Regions from separate parts of the Cricetulus griseus genome. Here region 2 is linked to region 1. Evidence: chromatin contacts called from public Hi-C data. All regions are on one chromosome and are shown on one strand. Each heading gives the region's core, a stretch centred on a gene start, on an enhancer-like site or on the middle of the called end of the contact. The rest is flanking DNA. Distances are from core to core; before and after follow the strand shown.

What was found. Hi-C and Micro-C count contacts between places; a contact is called where the count stands out from the background.
Region 2: a contact with region 1 is called in a Hi-C map of fibroblasts, with 2.1 times the contacts expected there. The contact joins the enhancer-like site here to the promoter of Vapa in region 1. A contact is called at or near these places in 4 of 8 Hi-C or Micro-C datasets (the CHL-YN cell line, the CHO-K1 cell line and fibroblasts).

What each region holds. Positions count from the first base shown.
Region 1 is chr2:454,567,793-454,572,400 of CriGri-PICRH-1.0, forward strand. Vapa (vesicle-associated membrane protein-associated protein A) reads right to left here and starts at 2,828. Exons shown (of 6, transcript XM_027397760.2): 1 at 2,672-2,828. The coding sequence starts at 2,750.
Region 2 is chr2:454,617,436-454,622,202 of CriGri-PICRH-1.0, forward strand. It overlaps Rab31 (ras-related protein Rab-31), which reads right to left. Exons shown (of 7, transcript XM_027397761.2): 7 at 2,176-4,767. Among named protein-coding and RNA genes, the nearest start is that of Txndc2, 13 kb to the left of the region's middle. Within about 2 kb of position 1,911, at least 2 of the 6 cell types and tissues checked have open chromatin away from gene starts, as enhancers often do. A contact at or near this core is called in fibroblasts, where this site is marked.

The DNA of each region.
Region 1 (4,608 bases), core at 1,578-4,077:
AGGAAAAATAAAATGCTACACTAAACAACAAATTTTGTAATACATTAAACTTTAAGGACAAAAAAGCTTTTTCCATGAAACATCTAATTTCAAATCTAAATTACTAGTCAAATTGCTGGTAGGGTCAAAAAAAATGTTTTACGATCTTTTTATGCACAAAAGCACTAAAAGGTATGCTTCAGAATTCATTCTACAACCATAAAAGGTTTTCTACATTTTGCTAGTTAAAATTTTACTAAGATGGAGATACACACAAAAAAATATACCTGCTTTTCCAAAATCGTGAATAGTAATAACTCTTATCAAGTCATTACTCATGTTAAAGGAGAACTGTCAATCTCAGAATGGTTGAATGAGTCACTCCTGAAGGTACCATCACAACATAAATGTTGAATCCAAATAATTCAAATAAACCTACCAAATAATCAAAGAATTTTGCAAAGGAAAAAGCGTAAACAACCTACACTAAATGAAAAAAAAAAATCAGTTAAATAATTTCTGATATAGTCACCAAAGGATGCACACTTGGATCCTAAATCACCCTACTAGTGTAGAGCTGTGCATTTAAAGACAGACGTCTCCATTGTACAGAGTAATCTGTGACTGACAAAGTAACGTTAAGGAGGAAAGCGCCAAACCCCAAATGTCACACTCCTACTTCGCCCTCTCCCTATCGTCTCTGCTTGGCCCACCTTTACAAGGACCTGCACTTTAAGTCTGAAGTCTCCTCTCCTCAGTATTTACCCCTCCCTTTGCATAACTCTCCCCAGCCCCCGGCCGCTTCACAAGAACCTTTTCCCTTAAAAGATTCATTCCTTCGGAGAAAAGCTGCTTTCCTCAAACACCATTTATATCATCTTTTTGGTCTCCCTCACTAGTCTTGGATTGTTATTTTGATAACACAATAGCCTGTTGGAATTATTTAACGTCAGAAAGAAACGAGTGGATAAAGCACAATGCACTATTTCTTCTGGTTTTTAAAACCTGCCTCCTAAAATGCTTTTCACACAGGCTATGCAGTTCAGAAAATTTCCTCGTGAACTGTCAAAGGGGAAAGCAAACTACAGCATCATGAAGATTTACATTAAATCGCTTCAACTAATGATGACTACTTTAGTACAAACACTTGAAGGACTTCTCTGCATACCCCCACCCAACCCCCTTCCAAAAATCAGGCAACAGAAATTTGCTGCAGCAAAATGTACGCAAAGTATCTGAGGTTCTGAGGCACTGTCTAGTGTCTATGTAACCCAGTCTTGTTTCAAACGTTCCATGGTTCCTGGCTGGCCTCCAAAACGCCGGGATTAGAAGCGTGGTTGACCACCCCTAGTTTCAAAGGTATTAATTAGCCCTGCCTTAAAAAATCAAGCTCTTGTCAAATGAGGAATCCTGTAAGTCTCCATTCAGAGAAACCTGTAAATGCACCGAACACCTGCAGTGTAGGAAGTACTGCTAGCAAAACATCAAAATCTTTGTAAGTCCTAAACTATTTAAAATATAATTTAAAAATGGTTCCCACGGGGACAATCCAGCTATTTTCATTCGGACTCAATCTTACACAATCATGGACTCACTGTTTCTTTTAATACTAGAACTGCCATGCAACAACCCAAGGGAAATCGTTCTCATCACAGTTCCTAAAATTAAAACCCCAGGTATTAGCTAAAGAGAGGGAGGAGCAGGTCCTTTTAGCTCCACATCCTATCAGGAAACCTTAAAAATTAGTACGCTGTACGGTTCAAGCTTCTCTCCCCGCTACGTAGCCCACAAACCCACACACACACGGAGACGCCCAGGGCCCTGGATCTGAACCGTCCGTGCTCCACCGTCAGCAGCCCCGGCGCGGCGTGGCACCTTATCAGCTTTCTCGGGGTATGCTGGGAAACCGCAAACGCTCGAGTCGCCGACACCGAGAACGAACCCCTCGGCAAAAAAAAAAAAAAGACGGCGTGCTCCCCCGCCCTCCCCGCACCCCGGGGCTGGGAGCCCGGGTGACACCGGGGACCCGCTACCCGCGACCTAGAGCGCTGCAAACCCCGAGCTGACGCACACGCAGCCTCCCGCCGCGCGCTTGGGGCCCTGCCAGCGCCCGGGGTCAGTCCCAGCCCGACAGCGCTGGGGGCCTGGGGCGCCCCCGAGCCCCGCACCTGACCCGGGAGACCCGGGGCCAGGCCCGCGCCCGCCCCGCCCGGCCCTGCGCGCCTCGCCCGTGGCCACCGACGGCCGCCCGCAGACGCCGAGCGAAGCTGCAGCTCCCGCCGCCGCCCGCAACGCCCGGGGGCAAGGGACGCCGGCGCGGCGGCGGGTGGTGGGCGAGCAAGGCGCGGGCGGGTTCCCCGCGGCGCCCCGCGGGCTGCAAGATGGCGACGGCGCGCGGCGGCGCCGGGCTGAGCCCTCCGCAGCGCCCTGGCTCCCTCCCCTCCCTCCGCAGCCCGAGCGAGCGAGCGGGCGGGCGGCGGCGGAGAGCGAGGCGCCGGCCGAGGACGCAGCGGGGCCGACGCTAGGCGCGGGCGTGGGGGAGGGGAGCGCGGCCCGACCGACCCGGCCTCGCCGCCGCCGCCCCGCCCGCTCGCTCGCTCCCTCGCCCAGACGCTCGCCCGCCCGCCCGCCGACCCCGGCCCCCGCCCGGCCCCGGCCCGGGCCCCGCTCGGGCGCGTCCCAGCCGGCTCACCTTTGAATTTGAGGTCGGAGGGCGGCTCGAGGATCAGGATCTGCTCGTGCTTCGCCATGGCCCCGGAGGCGGACGCCATCGGAGACAGCGCAGAGCGGCGGCGCGCGCGCCCGCGGCGGCGGCGGCGGCGGCGGCGGTTCGCTGGCGGCGGCGGGCGGGGGCGGCGGGCGGCGAGCGGCGGGCGGCGCCGGCGGGGCCCTAGGACGGGGCCAGGCTCACGACGGGACTGCCGAAGCTCCGCGCCTGCTGCCGCCGGGGCCGCGGGTTCCGAGGGCCGCCTGTCGCGCCAGCAGCTCCGGGTGTCACAACCGACTCAACCCCACACCAGCCGCCGCGGCCGCGCGCGCGCACTGCCGGCCTCGGCTCCCCACACGTGACGGGCTGGACGCGCCGACGTGCGCGCCGCCGCGGCCCGGAGCCGCGCGCCGGCCCGCCCTCCGGGCCTGACCGGGACGAGGCGGGGCTAATGCGCCTGCGCGGGCCCGGCCCGGGCTGCGGCTCCCGGCGCCGTGCGGCTGTCAGTCGTGGCGGGGCGGGGCGGGGCGGGGCGGGGCGGGCGGGGCGCCCGGCCGAGAAGCGTCGTTCCCGGTGCCCGGGAGCTGCGAGCGCGGAGTGCCGAGCTGGCGCGCCCACGACGCGGGGGCCTCACGGCGTTCCGAGCGGAATTCCGAACGAGAGGCCGTCAGGAAGGCGCCGCGGCCCTCGGCTCCCGGCATGCTCCGGGCGGCGGGAGGGCGGGGCCTGCGCGCGGGGGCTGCTGGGAGCGGGGAAGGAGGCGGCGGTCCGGTCCGTTGCGGGCGGGCGGGGTCGCTGGCTTCGGGCTGGCCCCGGGGCGTCTCGTCGGCCCTGGGAGAGGAGGAGAAGGGTTCCGCGGGCCCGCGTCCCGGTGGGAAGGCGGCGGGGCCCTCCATCTCGGGCCTCCCGGGGTTCCAAGCCGGCCTCCTCCCTCCCTCGTCTACCCGCAACCGAGCAGAGCCGGACCTAGAAACGCGCACCCCGCCCCAAAGCAAACGGGAGCCCGCGGGCAGGGGCGAGCGGGCGAGCGGGCGGGCCCCCAGCGTGCCGGCCGCCTCCCCTGAGGAGACAGAGCCTGTGCGCGAGGAGAAGCAGGCCAGGCAGCAGAGAGGCTGGCAGGAGGAGCAAACACAACAAATGGATGCGCTGTAAAACATGCACAGATAAATAAACCTTTGCTGCGCCCTGTGGTGCTGCCTGCATTTAAATCTCTAAGGAAGCTCCAGGCGACAAGAAGCACCCTAGACTCCCCAGGACGCCAGGGTTGGAATGGGTCGTCCCCACCCCTGAGGGTACCACAGCTGCTTAAGACTTTTTCAGTGCACTGCCCCTTTTCAGCTGAGAAGTTTTTAATGCCACTCTGGGTGTCTAGGATACATAATAGTGGTACAAAGCAAACACTGATAATAGATTGTAAAGAACTTTAAGGAATGACACTCCTTACTTGGTGTGTTAAAAAAAAAAATAAGACAGACCAAAAACTCTATCCATTTAAGACAAAAACAAGTTTGTATACAAATGAGATAGCTTCGGTTGTTCGTCTTTTTTCCATAAAAATTACTCTTGGCTAAATATTTGATGCCTCTGGACTCAACAATTTTAGAGTTGACTGCTATTTTGATTTCTAATTACCAATGCAGAAAATCATTTCATATAAATACCTAGTGCAAAATGGCAAAAAAAAAAATAGGTTTGGAAACATTTCAGAAATAGTTGGAAATTCTATCCTAATCCCCAGCCAAATTTATTTAGGGGCTTTTTTTTTTTTCCACTGAAATTCAAGTCAGTAACCCAAACTGCAGTTTTTAAAAACAAACATTCTAACAGGATGCAATCCAAAGATTTTTTAAATTTGACACTTGGTAAGAAACAATAGTAGGAAAATATTAAGTCTTTTTCCTTAATAAGCCAGTATGTTTATA
Region 2 (4,767 bases), core at 661-3,160, 49 kb after region 1:
GTAGCTGGGTAGATAGTTGCGGACATGGATGGGTAGATGGCTGAGTGGGCAGATGGGTGGTTACAGACGGGTGGGTGGATGGATGAGTATGGGGATTGGTGGGTGGTCAGGACATGGATGGGTGATAGATGTGGACTGTTGGATTCCCTCTCCAACATACCATCTTCCCCTGTTACACCAAAGTGATCAAACATCCCAGTGTGTTGCTAATAACACAATTAACTTAAAAAAGAGATTTGGGGCCACAGTTTGGTCTATGGTCATCAACCCACATCTGGGGATGGCAGGGTCCTGAGAGGAAACAAGATGCCACATACTGAAAACTAAAGGCTGTTTACAGACATGTGACCTGGTCTCTGTCATGTCTCATAAAATCGTCAGAATTCAATCATGAGGGCTTCAGCCTGAAGTCTTTTTTATTGTTTTGTTTGTGGCATGCTCGTCCATGCACACATACATGGAGAACATGGGAAGATATCAGACCTCCTGCTCTATCATTCTCCACATTCCTTTCTTGGTACAGAGTCTCTCATTGAACCTGAAGCTCAGGTTTCTGCTGGGCTGGTTGGCCGCTGCCTATCATATTCTGGGCTACAGGAACACGGGTGAATGCTGCCTGGGTGTATGTGGGTGTTGGGGGGGGGGTCCAAACTCCAGTCTGCATGCTCACGTGCTTACCCAGGGAGCACTCTTACCCAATGGGCCATTTCCCCAGTGGGGTAGAGTGTTTTCTATTCTTGTTTGATCGTGTGCAGCCACAGCAGCTTCCCAGCATGCCCTTGGCACCTCTCAAGTGTAAAGAACACAGGGCACCACTTCACACAGGCCTGCCATCTATTCAGCACAAGCTCCATGTGGAAAACACAAGCTAGGCCAGTGTGCCAGTGGGCAGGCAGAGGAGCTGAGGAGACAGCCGTGAGGTGTGCTCCGTTGGGCTGGCAATGGTCGAGATCTTTCTAGCACAATAAAGCTAGCTTCACCCCTGCTTCTTACCGCCACATCCCTCCACCTCTGAAAAAGACATACGGGAGGGATACAGAGGCTAGTAAACACATGCCTGCCATTTACCTAATACTGTCTTCTCATCACATTTGCTTCGGATTTTCTTACTTAGTTGTCTGTTTATCGATGGATTGAGACAGGGTCTCAGTGTGGAGCCCTGGCTGGCCTGGAACTCACTACGGAGACCGGGCTGGAGATGAACTCACAGAGATCTACCTGTCTTTGTTTCCCTGGTGCTGGGATTAAAGGAGTACGTATTGGCTTCAGATTTTTAGGCCATGAAATAAGTGGAACCTGCTGACGGTTAAATGCCTTTTTACCTTTGACCTGGTTTGCTGTCATGTGCCTCACAGGTTCATGCTTTTCCTTCTCACGCTTCAATTTCCATCCTTACACCAACAGCCGTTATTACACCTCTGTGGTGCCTTGAGTAGGTCTGGCCCCATAGACTCACGGGCTTGAATGCAGGCCTCTGGGGACTGGCACTATTAGGGAGTATGGCCTTGTTGGAGGAAGTTCATCATTGTTGGGGCAGGTTTTGAGGTCTCCTATGCTCAAGCTATGCCCAGTGTGACACACAGTCTCTTCCTGCTGTTTGCAGATCAGGATGTAGAACTCTCAGCAACTTCTCCAGCACCATGTCTGCCTGCAGGCTGCCTTGCTTCCTATCATGATGGCAATGGATTGAACCTCTGAACTGTAAGCCAGCCCCAATTCAGTGTCCTGCTTTCTAAGAGTTGCTGTGGCCGTGATAGGAACCCTTTGCGGCCATAGGAACCCTAACTAAGACAGCCCCAGCAGCCTTTATTCACGAATCCAGGTTTGCAAATCCATCTCCCGTGCTATGCAGCACACAGCTACTGAGGACTGTTGGACAGATTCCTGTGAGTGGCTCCCTCAGGGCAGTGAAGCCTTGCAGCGTGCACTCTGCTTAGAGAGGCACAGTGATTCATCACAGACAAGGCATCCATCCTACCCACAGCTTTCATCATGTGACCCTGCCTCGTTTTATTATCTGTTTCTTAGTGGATGGCAATTAGCTGCGTCAACAGGGCCTCAGTGAACAGCCTTCTCCAGATCTTCACACACACACAGGTTTACGTGTTCCTTCTTATTCTGAGTTGCCTTTTAAATCATCACTTTTACTGATTGTAATAAGAAAAAGACACTCGGTAAAACTTAAAATATTTATTAGTATGGGTTAAAATCAAAAGCAACGGATACACATGAGTGCGAGGGAAACTCGTAGAACAGGGTACAAGATGCGAAGGTCCTAGGTGTCTGGGGAGGGGTTGTCTAGGCGCAAAACCTGGGTCCAGCCCAAGCAGGAACCCTTCACAGAAACACCAGGAAGGGTGATGGTCTGTGTGATGGCATGACTGCTGGGTCACTGGGTGTCACAATGACAGTGAAAGGCATGGTGGGGCCTGAACACAGCCAGAGCTCTTGGCTGAGGCTGGCTTCTTACTCCCTGCCCTGAGCCCTGCAGAGCAGCCAGGAGGGACACCTACACAGACCACAGTCCTTAACGCCACAGGGAGCGTCTCAATCCTCCAGACCTCCCTTAGGAAAGAGTGGGATTCCCATTCTTTCCCTTACAATTGGCGAGAATTCAGGTTGATCTGCACGGTGACATCATATTCAGTACCTTAATGTACCATTTTTTTTTTTAACCAAAAAAAAAACGGCAAGTCGATTCTGTACCTATGTAAAACTTTTGCCCAACTCTACCACTGTCCTTAGGGATTTCTACTGGGAAAGACTCCCTTTGACAGCATGTGCCTCACTTACAGACACAAGGTCACGAGCCAAACCCAGCCACTCTGAAGTGGATTACATGTGGGTGTAGCCAACATCCGTCATATTTACACATCAAACCTGCCACATGTGAGACAAAGAAAATGGGAGAGGTTAGGAAGGGAATTTGGGGAACAATGATAAGGAAACTATAGCCTGTGTCTGGAACAATTGTAATTTCTAGGTCTTTACATGCTTTTCTGTGATTAAAATTCAATTGGTAAAAACAGCCCAGATGGAGTCCCAAGCCGAGGGGGGAAAGGCACCAAAGGCTTACAGATGTATCTGCAGAGAAGGCCCAAGATGGTATGAATATTTGTGTGCCCAAGGCCACATACTCTTTGCTCATGGTGGTGACACATAATCATATTTTCCCTCTGCCTGGCTTTGACATCAATGGCAAGGCAGCCCAGGAAAAGCAAGGTGTTGTTCCCTCGTGTGCTTCTCCAATACACTCAGAGTGGCTCACTGTTAGGGTGAAGCCCAGACAGTTCATGCAAAATTCAGCCACTGCAAACCCCAGTCCAGAGACATGACATTCTCTTCTGGGGACAGTACCATCTCAGCTTGGAAATCTAGGCAGCCAGCTAGATAAAGGCAAGCTCCCAGGAAGATTCCCTAAAACAGGGGAAGGTTCAACATAAGCCTGGTACTACCTGGAGAGGGGCAATTTCCATTTCAACTCTATTGTTTTTTGTTTGTTTCACCTGTAGTGAGTGGATTAACCAATGTCCTATCAGCCAGTGATGCTGACAACATGGGACAGGACTCACAGTCTTTAGAGGCCCTGTCACAACATACAGATGCCATTTGCTAACAGAGTTTGAGATGCCTGCTATGGGACACTGGAGGACACTCTTGAATCAAGACAAGGATTTTTCCATCCTCCGTATTCTAAGATTCAATTAACTCCCAGGTTGGGAGAAGCAGGAAGAACCATCTGTGGACGTACACATTCTGGAGTTGACAAGCACTGTCCGTGACAGGAACCTGGCTCTGTCTGCTTGATGGCCTTTCTCTCCAAAGCTGGAAAGATTAAAGTAATTCTGATTTTATACCTCCACGGGGGTTGAGGGGCAGAATTTTAAGATGGTAACATTCCTCTGGATGGCCGGCTACAACCATGGTTAGCTGCTATTAATAGAAGTTTGCCCTACAATTTAGACTCAACATCCTCTGATTAGTTTTTTCCCCTTAGACATGGCACTATGATAGAGTCTCCTAGTAAAACAGTGCCCTGGGATTAATCATCTCCAAGAGTAGAAACCATTGCAGTGGAGAGGACGAAAGCTGGGCGGCACCTGGGATGCTGTTTATATCCTCCACCTACTACGGCTTACATACCAACTACTTAACTCTTTTAAACTGGGCCCCCATCCCCAAAATGATATGTCATGTTCCAGTCTGACTTGGCTGGTTTACGTATGACTATACTTTAGAAAAAAGTTCATCGGTTACATGAAAAGGGACACAAACGACAGTTTTGGATACAACTTTTGTCTCTTTTGCAGAAGGTCAATTCTCAGTTCAAATGACCAGCTCTACTTCTCTGAGTTCCCCCAGAAAACTAATAAGGGCTTTCTCCCAAAGCCAGCTAAAAGCCAACCTATGCCTTTGCCTTTTGGTGAACTGTCCAGAGAAGAAGGCCCTGGTCCCGGAGAAATTACTGTAATCTAACTAGGTGACGAGGAAAGTCAGAGAACAGCACACCAAGGTTTGTGAACAAATCCAGAAATTTTCTAGTATTTCTTAACAAAAATGACAACTATACCTATTACCTAGTAAGTGCAACCCCTGCCGTGTGCGTTTCATAAACCGAAGGCCATGTTGTGGTGGTTAGGTGAGTTTTCCCGAGTTTTCTATCCTCTCTTTAGGGAATGTCCCAGCCCAGCATGCTACTGGTCTCCCAGCATGCAATGCTGCTCACTCTCCAGCAGGCAGTTAGTCCGGAGGTTAGGGTCCTTCTGT